Linked DNA regions of Mus musculus: region 1 is linked to region 2. Evidence: chromatin contacts called from public ChIA-PET data. All regions are on one chromosome and are shown on one strand. Each heading gives the region's core, a stretch centred on a gene start, on an enhancer-like site or on the middle of the called end of the contact. The rest is flanking DNA. Distances are from core to core; before and after follow the strand shown. Region 1 has its middle 20 kb from the start of Tbcc. Region 2 holds the start of Ppp2r5d (protein phosphatase 2, regulatory subunit B', delta).

Region 1 (4,629 bases), core at 820-3,319, 170 kb after region 2:
ACAACCTTTGGAAGTCAGTTCTCCACTACGACCACATGAGACCCTGGGCTCAAACCCAGGTCCTCAGGCCTGGGAGCAGGCGCCTCTCCCTGCAGAGCCACCCCTCAGCACGACTCTCCTAGGAGACTCCCTGCCCCAGGACAACAAATGATTTGCATAGATCCTCTTCCTTCGTCTTTATTCTGAGGCGATCTACCAGAATCAAAATTCCACTTTGTCTTCAGTCCCCTCACCAGTAGCTTTCAAACACCTCTGACTGAGACTCTCTGTCTCAAGACTTATATTTCACACCAGAACACAACAGAAAGGAAGATTTTTCTAAAAAAAAAAAAAAAAGCCTCCAAGATTTGAAAGAACATCTGAGCAGGGCGGTGGTGGCACACACCTTTAATCCCAGCACCTGGGAGGCAGATTTCTGAGTTCGAGCGAGGCTAGCCTGGTCTACAGAGTGAGTTCCAGGACAGCCAGGGCTACAAAGGGAAACCCTGTCTCGAATCTCGAAAAAAACAAAAAACAAAAACAAAAAGACCCCAAAAAACAAACAAACAAACAAACAAACAAAAAAGAGGTAAGAAAGGAAGAAAGAAAGGAAGAAAGGAAGAAAGGAAGAAAGGAAGAAAGGAAGAAAGGAAGAAAGGAAGAAAGAAAGAAAGAAAGAAAGAAAGAAAGAAAGAAAGAAAGAAAGAAAGAAAGAAAGAAAGAAAAGAAAGAATGAATCTGAGCCAGGGTGTGGTGAGACACACCTTGAATTCCCTTTCATTCTGACATTCGGGAGGAAGACTAGTCAGGCCTTCGGCGTCATGCACAGCGACGATGAGTTTCAGAAGAGAACTGGACACAGTTCACTCTGTGGTGTCTCATTTTTACAGAGCCTGTTAGATGCCGGTCAGAGAGTTCACAAGCCACCGACAGCGGTGACTCTCATTTGGGAAACATTGCTGGAGATTAGTAACTGAGGCTCAGGCGGGGCAGAATCCCACTACTTGGGAAGGAAAGGAAGGCATTCCCAGGCTAATCTCAGATACAACCTGGGCTACAAGAGATTTTATCTCAAGCAAAAACATCCCCAGGCCAGCCAGGGGTGGTGGCACACGCCTTTAACCCCAGCACTCTGAGGCAGAGACGGGCGGATCTCTGAATGTGAGTACAGCCTGGTCTACAAAGCAAGTTCCAGAACAGCCAGGGCTACACAGAGAAACCCTGTCTTGAAAAACAAAACAAACAACAACAAAACAAACAAACACAAAGATGAAAATCAGCAAATGACTTTCTGCACGCATCTACGGCCTATGGCAGTAATCTGCTACACCTGTCCACACAGCTCCCCAGGACCTGCCTGCCCCACAACCAAGTGTGCACAGCCCCTGGCCCTTACACACTATTGACAACTAACAAAGGGAGACTCTGCAGGAGGATTCTTTAACTGTTTCCACTTGTAAGACGTGTGTGTGTGTGTGTGTGTGTATGTGTGTGTGTGTGTGTGTGTGTGTGTATGAGTTCATTTTTTTGTTACAGTTCACAGCATATAGAGAATTCCCCAACTGTTTGGGAATTATGTTAGTTTTAACCCCAAAGTTAACAGCAGTTTTATTAATTAATTAATTAATTAAATGTATATGAATACACTGCAGCTGTCCTCAGACACTCCAGAAGAGGGCATCAGATCTCATTACAGATGGTTGTGAGCCACCATGTGGTTGCTGGAAACTGAAATCAGGACCTCTGGAAGAGCAGCCATTGCTCTTACCTGCTGAACCATCTCTCTGACCCCCAATAGCAATTTTTTTTTAAATTATTGATTTGTATGCGTACAGGTGTTTGGTTTTTTTTTTTTGTTTGTTTGTTTGGTTGGTTGATTTGTTTTTTTTCAAGACAGGGTTTCTCTGTGTAGCCCTGGCTGTCCTGGAACTCACTCTGTAGACCAGGCTGGCCTCGAACTCAGAAATTCACCTGCCTCTGCCACCCAGCCGTATGGGTGTTTTTTCTGTATGTTAGTGCACAGTGTGCATGCCTGCTGTCTGTGGAGGCCAGAAGAGGAAGTTGGACATGGTAGGGTTGGAGTTACAGACATCATGAGCTGCCGTGTACTGATGGGAACTGAACCTGGGTCCTCTGCAGGGGCAGCACTGAGCCATCTCTCTAGCCAGTTAAGCACAGTTTCACCAAGGTGTAAATTCTCCCCCTAAAGAGTAAAACCACACACAAAACCAACCAGAAAGCATCTTCTCAGGTTTCTAGCTTGCCAAAATGTCACAAATATGGGCAAACAAATCTTTCGCTAAGATACTTAGAAGCAATATTCACAAACCTCAAAACCTCCTTCCTGCCACTTCAGAAAGGAACCCCCCCTGGGTGGGTGCAGCCAAGGCCTCTCTAATGTGGCGACAAAAGATCTACTGTCACTATGCTGTCCCCATCACCACAAACAAATTAGAAAAAGTGGGGAAAGGAAAGATGAAACAAGAGCAATCCATATGCACGGCAGTAGTGAAGCTTGCTCTGGGTACCTGGGATGGATGGATGCATGGATGGATGGAGTTGGATGGATGGATGGATCAATGGCTGGCTGGCTGGCTGGCTGGGTAGGTGGGCAGGTGGATGGATGGATGGTTGGGTAGATGTGTGGGTAGATAGATGGATGGGTGGATGGGTGGGTAAGTGGGTGGGTGGATGGATGTGTGGGTGGGTAGGTAGATGTGTGAGTAGATGGATGGATGGGTGGGTGGGTAGATTTGTGGATAGATGTGTGGGTGGTGGATGGGTGTGGCCTCAGGGAGGGAGGGAAGCCGTTTCTGTGGCAAGCAGCTCCACAGACAGGAAGCTTGCCTGCTGACATCCCCAGCCCTGAACACACTCATGTTCAACATTGTCATGTTGATCTGCTCAATGTCCTCTATCCTTATAAGTGTTCTGAGATTAAAAACAACAGAGCAACAATATATGGGGCTTGGGGAAGGCAAGGGTGTCACACAGTGTGATGCTCTGGGTATGGGGATAGAGAAGGCATTCTGTGCAGACAGGCAGGTAGAGGGAAAAGTTTAAAGCTGTGCTTTCCCCTGGCCCCCAGCACCCAGAACAGGGTTTCTCTGCATAGCACTGGATATCCTGAAACTTGCTCTGTAGACCAGGCTGAAAATTTCATTCATTTATTTATTTTTAAAAGATTTGTTTGTTTATGCATATGAGTGAGTGCTCTATCTGCATGTATGCCTGCACTACAAAAGGCGTCAGATCCCATTACAAATGGTTGTGAGCCACCATGTGGTTGCTGGGAATTGAACTCAGAACCTCTGGAAGAGTAGTCAATGCTCTTAATTGCTGAGCCATCTCTCCAGCCCCCCAATTTTTTTTTTTTTTTTTTTGGTTTTTTCGAGACAGGGTTTCTCTGTGTAGCCCTGGCTGTCCTGGAGCTCACTTTGTAGACCAGGCTGGCCTCGAACTCAGAAATCCGCCTGCCTCTTGCCTCCCGAGTGCTGGGGTTAAAGGCGTGCGCCACCACGCCCGGCTCGAAAATTTTATTTATTTTGTCTTACATGTATGACTATCTTGACAGTGTGCATGTATATGCACCATGTTCCTGCCTTGACCCCTCAGAGGTTAGAAGAGGGCGCTGGACTCCTTAGAAATCGAGGTATGGATGGTTCTGAGCCACTGTGTGGGTGCTGAGAACCAAACCCAGGTCCTCTCAAGAGCAGCCAGTGCTCTTAACCACTGAGCCAGCTCTCAAGCCCTAAAGCTGGGTTCTCAAAGCTGAGTAAGGATAGTAAGACAAAAAGGAAAGCCTCAACTAGACACACCTAAGAGTGAGAGGCTCAACTTCCACACTCAGGCCCTAACAAGGAGGAGCCACACCGAGTACTGGGCAGTGCCAGGACCAGAGGTCGTGGCAGGCAGTTTGGGGGATCCCTGAGCTACAAACACTGGAAGTACACTCCCTGAGACCAGTGACCTTGTGAAAACTTGCAAAAGTCAAGAGACTGTGACTGGTGTTTATCAAAAAAATCAAAGAGCAACTTTGGGAATAGAAAGTGTTTGCTTGCAAGCATGCACGTCCATGCCTGTAAACCCAGGGCTGAGTGTGGCTGTGTGTGTCTTTAATCCCAACACTTAGGACGAAGAGGCAGGTAGATTTTTGAGAGTTCAAGGCCATTCACTGATCAATAGTTTATTCCAGGCTAGCTAGAAAACCATGACAGACAGACAGACGATGGTGGAATACTCTGGTAGAGGACTAGTTCTGTTCCCAGCATGCACACTGGGTGGTTCACAACCATCTGTACCAACGGCTCTGTTACATCCAGTGCCTCCAGTTTCCTTGGGTACCTGCACACACTTGCAAACACATGCACTGACCCCCCAACACATTACACATCACCCAAAATGAGATATTTTCAAACAACGGCAACAAAAAGTGGCTGGGTGGTGGTGGCACATACCTTTGATCCCAGCACTCAGGAGGCAGAGGTAGGCAGGTCTCTGAGTTCTAGGCCAGTCTGGTCTACAGAGTGAATTTCAGGACAGGCAGGGGTTGCACAGAGAAAGCCCATCTCAAAAAGAATAAAAAAAAGGGGGGGGAGGGAGAAAAAAAGGTGGAAAGCGACTGCAGAGGCCACCAGATGGTGACCTCTG
Region 2 (4,615 bases), core at 1,616-4,115:
GGCCCTCCAACAAAGCTGACCCACCGCCACTCAGGCTGGTCTCTGCTGGATCGTGAGCCGCCTAAGCTTCCGGTACCCTCCACCCACCTGATACTCATCTCTCAGGGAGTGTGCCTGAGAGGTTCAGCTGCCTTGGTGTGTGGGTGTGAGTGGGTGTAGGGGAACAGGGCCCACGAGCCTCACTCCCTGTCTTCTAAAGAACAGGTGAAACACAGGCACTGTGGCCCGGCCCAGCTGTCGCATGACGGGAGGCACTGGACTCTCGGGCCAGCACTGTGTTTTAACCTCAGCGCTTACTACTTATGTGCGAGTGGGGAGGTGAGGAGCCTCTCTCGGCCTCTTCTTCCTCACCTATTAAACAAAAACCATGATAGGACCCACTTCCCTTAGCCCAGTGTCTGGTACAGAAAATCCAAATGCCTAATACCGCTACGATGAACAGGAAAGTGGGAGGGGTACCTAATGCAGGAAACCTTTTTTTTAAAAAGACCTAAATCCAATCTTAAAAGGGAAGGATGCTCATCTCACAAAAAAAGACTGACTCAGCACCAGCCTACGAAGCACCTACTATGTGCTATGTGTAAGGGACATGCAAACCTGCACACAGTTTCATTAATACCTCAAGGAGGATAAAACGTGTCCACAGTTCATTCCCACCCAAGGCTGAACACATAAAGTCTGTAAGTGAGCCCAAGTGAAGGCCCAGGAAAGACTTCCCCAGGGAAGCAGGGAAGGATAGCGAGGAGAGAGGGGACAGGTGACAGATGAGCAATAAAGGGGCCTCCACCCACCTGTCTCTGTGCCTCCACCCTGGTACACCTCAGTCACACTGTCATCTCTCTCCCCCTCAGAACCTGAAGGAGGCCAAACGCAGCCCAAAATCCAGTGCAGGAGATTAGCTCTCATAAAGGCCTCCCTGGCTGCCTCCACGCATCCCGGTCCTTCCTGTGCCCTTTCTCAAGCAAAGCACTCACAGCCTGACGAAGTCTAAGAACGTCCCCTCTAATTCCCAATCAGCCGCCAGACAGATGGGACAGGATCTGGTCCACAGACTAGAAACGACAGGCGCTTAAGGAGATCACCCCTTCCTCTGAACTCCACAGCCCCAGTCCCGGGCTTAGCTATCTTGAGTGCACAGTTTCTATTGCTGGATGGCGCCCATTGGCAAGCCCACTCCCCAAGGATAAGACCCAGGTAGGGCACACAACTTTGCCTGGCTCACCACCCCCTGTCCTGTGCTCTATCTAACTCTCAGACCGAGACAGTGACAGCCCAGAAGCAGAGCCTCCTGGCAAACACACAACAGCCCCGGGATAAAGAGTTTGACTGATATGGTTAGAGATGGTAGCCCAGCATCCATCAGGGGAAAAATGAATGCAATCCACCTCTGGGGTCATCAGGAGAGTGGACCACGAGACCAGGCCAGAGCCAGCCCAACACAAGGGGCCAGCCCAAAAGCTGGGGAGTCTGAAGACCAGTTCCAGCCTCCCCAGCTGAGTCTGCTTCTCAGAAGAACCACAGATCAAGCAAGAGCAGCAAACAAAGGGAAAGGCAGGGACAGGTCAGGGTGGTTTGGAGGCAAAAGATGGCAAAAGACGGTAACATCAAGAAATGGCCTGTGGGGTTGGGAGTGTAGCCCAATGGTACTGCACATGCTTAGCATGTGCAAGACCCTGGGTCTGATCTCTGCCACTGCAAATAATAAAGAAACCGAGTGTACTGGACGGCAGAATGAGAAGAAAACTAAACAGAACAGGCCAGAAGAAAGGGAGAAATCCTGTCCTGGTGCAAAAAAAGGAAATGCAAAGGTTATCCTAAGGAATACAGGGAGGAGCCTCTAACAGATTAGAAACCGAGTCCCGTCTAGGGTGAACATGGAAGCCAGCTGATGCCAGTTAGGCACTTGCACAGAAGAGCCCTCCAAGTTGGGAGACCTGATATTGCAGCTGGGCCTCCAGCAGGATGTGTGACCTTGGACAAGTCCCTTCCCCTGACCCGGCCTCAGTCTCCTCATCTGTACCACTAGCATGCTAGTCTGCATGTGCTCCAAAGCTCCCTTCCAGCACAGACGTTCTGGGGTTCCATCAACAGAAGAAGGGCTCGGTCCTGGCTTACAAGTTTGTGTGTAAAGGAAGACTCGAGGGAGGGGCCTAGGCCAGATTTGGGCGGAGGAGAGAGAAAGCAGAGCGGTTCTAGGTCAGGGGCTTGTCGTGGGGGGGCGGGGGGGGGGAAGGAGGGACTGTACAGAACTGTGGAGAGGCCGTCTTTTAAGCTGGTGAGGAGAAGAGGGAAGGGGCTGCTCAGGGCGGGGGTGGGGGAAGTACTGGAGGGAAATGCGGTCTTAAATGAGCACTGTCCCAAACCGTGGGGGATCGGGGACAGATAAAGGCGGGGAGAAAAAGCAAGGGAGTGAGCCGGGAGTGGAGCAGATCTGGAGGGGGCCGGGGATAGGAGCAAAGAGGAAGGGAAGAGGGATAGGTGGGGGGAAATCTGTCCGGGCAAAGACGGAGAGCTGTCCCAGCTGCTGCACGGACTGGGGGTGCTGGCAGTCGCGCGGCCCTGGGGCTGGCCGCGGGAGTGCTGCGGGGGGCCGGACCAGAGGGTCAGTCTGAGGCTGTCCCGGGCCTGCCTCGGGCCCCTCCCAGAGCTGCGCGCAGGCCCGGCGGCGGAGGCGCAAGGGGAAAGGCCACGCTCACCTTATCCTTCTTCAGTTTATAGGACATCTCGGCCGGTCCACACCCGGCCCGGCTCCTGCGGCCCCGCTCCGGCTCTGCTCGGCCACACTCGGCCCGCTCGGCGTCTCTTCGCCACCGCCTGCGCGCTGCGCCCGGGCCGAGCCGTGGCTGCGCTTCCAATTGGCCCGAACTCTTACAAACCTGCCTGAGAACCAGGAGCCGCCTCCTCGGATTGGTCATTGGAGCCAAGCAGCTTCCCTTTTTTCTCATTGGAAAGAAAGAGTACAAACCGCCAGGGTTCGGCTCCCAGAATTGGCTGGAGTGGAAGGTCCCGCCCTGAAAAGGGTCGGGCTTCGTGGAGGAGGCGGAGCCATGGGGAAACCCGAGCTTGGCTAGCAGATCTGTTCTCCGGCGTCGCCTTGTGCGTCGTCCTCTGCTATTCTTCAGTCCTTTGAGCTCTGCTCCTTCCCTCCAGAAGTGGCTCTCATGTTCTCCCCTGCTCTTCTACCTGCCCTGCTTCGTACGGACTGGAGGAAAAAGGCCCTAACACGAAAAGGGCACCTTTCTTCACAGGAATTTAAAGTAGCTCAAATTGCACACGTGAAATGATAGAGAAGACTCCCAAGGGTACTCCCGGGCATTCATCAAGTCTGTCCTAGATCACAGTTGCAGAGGAGCAGAGGGGAAAGCCTATCAGCGGTGGAACCGGGCTGAAATAAAATAAGAAACCCTGGTTTGCTGCAGCTTCAAGACGTGGGTCCCTGTAGCTGCTGGAAGGGTGCTGGAATCGGTAAAACAGCTGCGTTTGGAGCCACTGAGAATGAAGTGAAAAAGCAGCCTCATCGTTCCCTACCTGAGCCCTGAGCCGCCGCCGCACCCAAGCTAGTGTTCAAGTGGGTAAGACTGGGTTCTTGCCCTCAGGTAGTTCCCACTCTAATGAGGTTCACAGACTCGTATTAAGAGACGATTAAAATACAATCACATAAATTACACAAACCTCAGAATGACATGGAGGAATATATTTTAGTTATCCTAGTAGCCAATAGATTACATTAAAGAACTGGAGGAGGTCCATCAAAAATAAATCTGCGAGCTGGGTGTGATGGGTTTGCCCCTGTAACCCCACCTCTTGGAAGATAGAGGCAGGATGATCAGGCGTTACAGACCAGCCTTAACTATAGCCAGTTGCAGACCAGTTTGGACTACAATAAGAACCTCTTAAAAGAAAGAAAAAAAAAAGACAAAAAAAAAAAAAAAAAAAAACCTACCCGCCACCACAAACAACAACAACAAAGAAACAACTCTCAGAACTAAAAAGTTACAAATAAGCCTGTGGCCGTTTGTTCCCCAGGAAAGAGGTCTTGGATTCCCCCAGGAGCATGATAACCAAACAATAGTCAATCATCCTTACACAAAGAGCAGTAGCCCCAATATTGGGAAAGATGGGGGCTGGGAAGATGGTGCTCTTCCAAAAGACCTGAATTCAGTTCCCAGCACCCACATTAGCTGCTTCACAATTGCCTGTAACTCCAGCCCCAAGGGACCTGATAGACACATGCATACATACATACATACATACATACATACACACACACAATTTTAAAACTTCAAGAACAGAATGGAAAAAAAGACAAGGCTCAGTGGTTAAGAGTACTTGCTGCTCTTCCAGAGGACCTAAACTAGGCTCCCAGCCCCCACAACAGCTGGCTCACAACCACCTGTAACCCCAGCTCCAGGAACCTGACGCCCTGCCCTCCTCTGGCCTCCCTGGGCACCTGCATAGGTGGCATACACACGCACAGACACACACATGCACGTGAATGACTTTAAAAACCGGAATGAAGAAAAGCGGATGAGCTCCGGAGACGTGTACAGTCAACGGGATTCGGTGAGTCACTGGATTCGGGGAGACAGTATCAGGGAAAGGATGCATTGAGGGT

The links. ChIA-PET counts read pairs in DNA pulled down with a chosen protein or histone mark.
Region 1: an RNA polymerase II ChIA-PET map of effector CD8 T cells shows a contact between it and region 2, with 6 read pairs. The contact joins the enhancer-like site here to the promoter of Ppp2r5d in region 2. A contact is called at or near these places in 7 of 39 promoter capture datasets (3T3-L1-derived adipocytes, the C10 cell line, cranial neural crest and 3 more), 3 of 484 Hi-C or Micro-C datasets (B cells, granulocytes and granulocyte-monocyte progenitors), 9 of 115 datasets of contacts at active chromatin or transcription factors (cardiomyocytes, effector CD8 T cells, embryonic stem cells and 5 more) and 3 of 9 other capture datasets (adipose tissue, liver and pancreatic islet).

The regions. Positions count from the first base shown.
Region 1 is chr17:46,868,327-46,872,955 of GRCm38.p6, forward strand. It overlaps a transcript of Bicral not described here. Among named protein-coding and RNA genes, the nearest start is that of Tbcc, 20 kb to the right of the region's middle. Within about 2 kb of position 2,070, at least 45 of the 459 cell types and tissues checked have an H3K27ac peak or open chromatin away from gene starts, as enhancers often do. A contact at or near this core is called in B cells, effector CD8 T cells and extraembryonic endoderm stem cells, where this site is marked.
Region 2 is chr17:46,702,137-46,706,751 of GRCm38.p6, forward strand. Ppp2r5d (protein phosphatase 2, regulatory subunit B', delta) reads right to left here and starts at 2,866. Exons shown (of 15, transcript NM_009358.3): 1 at 2,697-2,866. The coding sequence starts at 2,723. It overlaps Gm52314 (a long non-coding RNA gene), which reads left to right and starts at 3,489. Exons shown (of 2, transcript XR_003952400.1): 1 at 3,489-3,572; 2 at 4,406-4,615.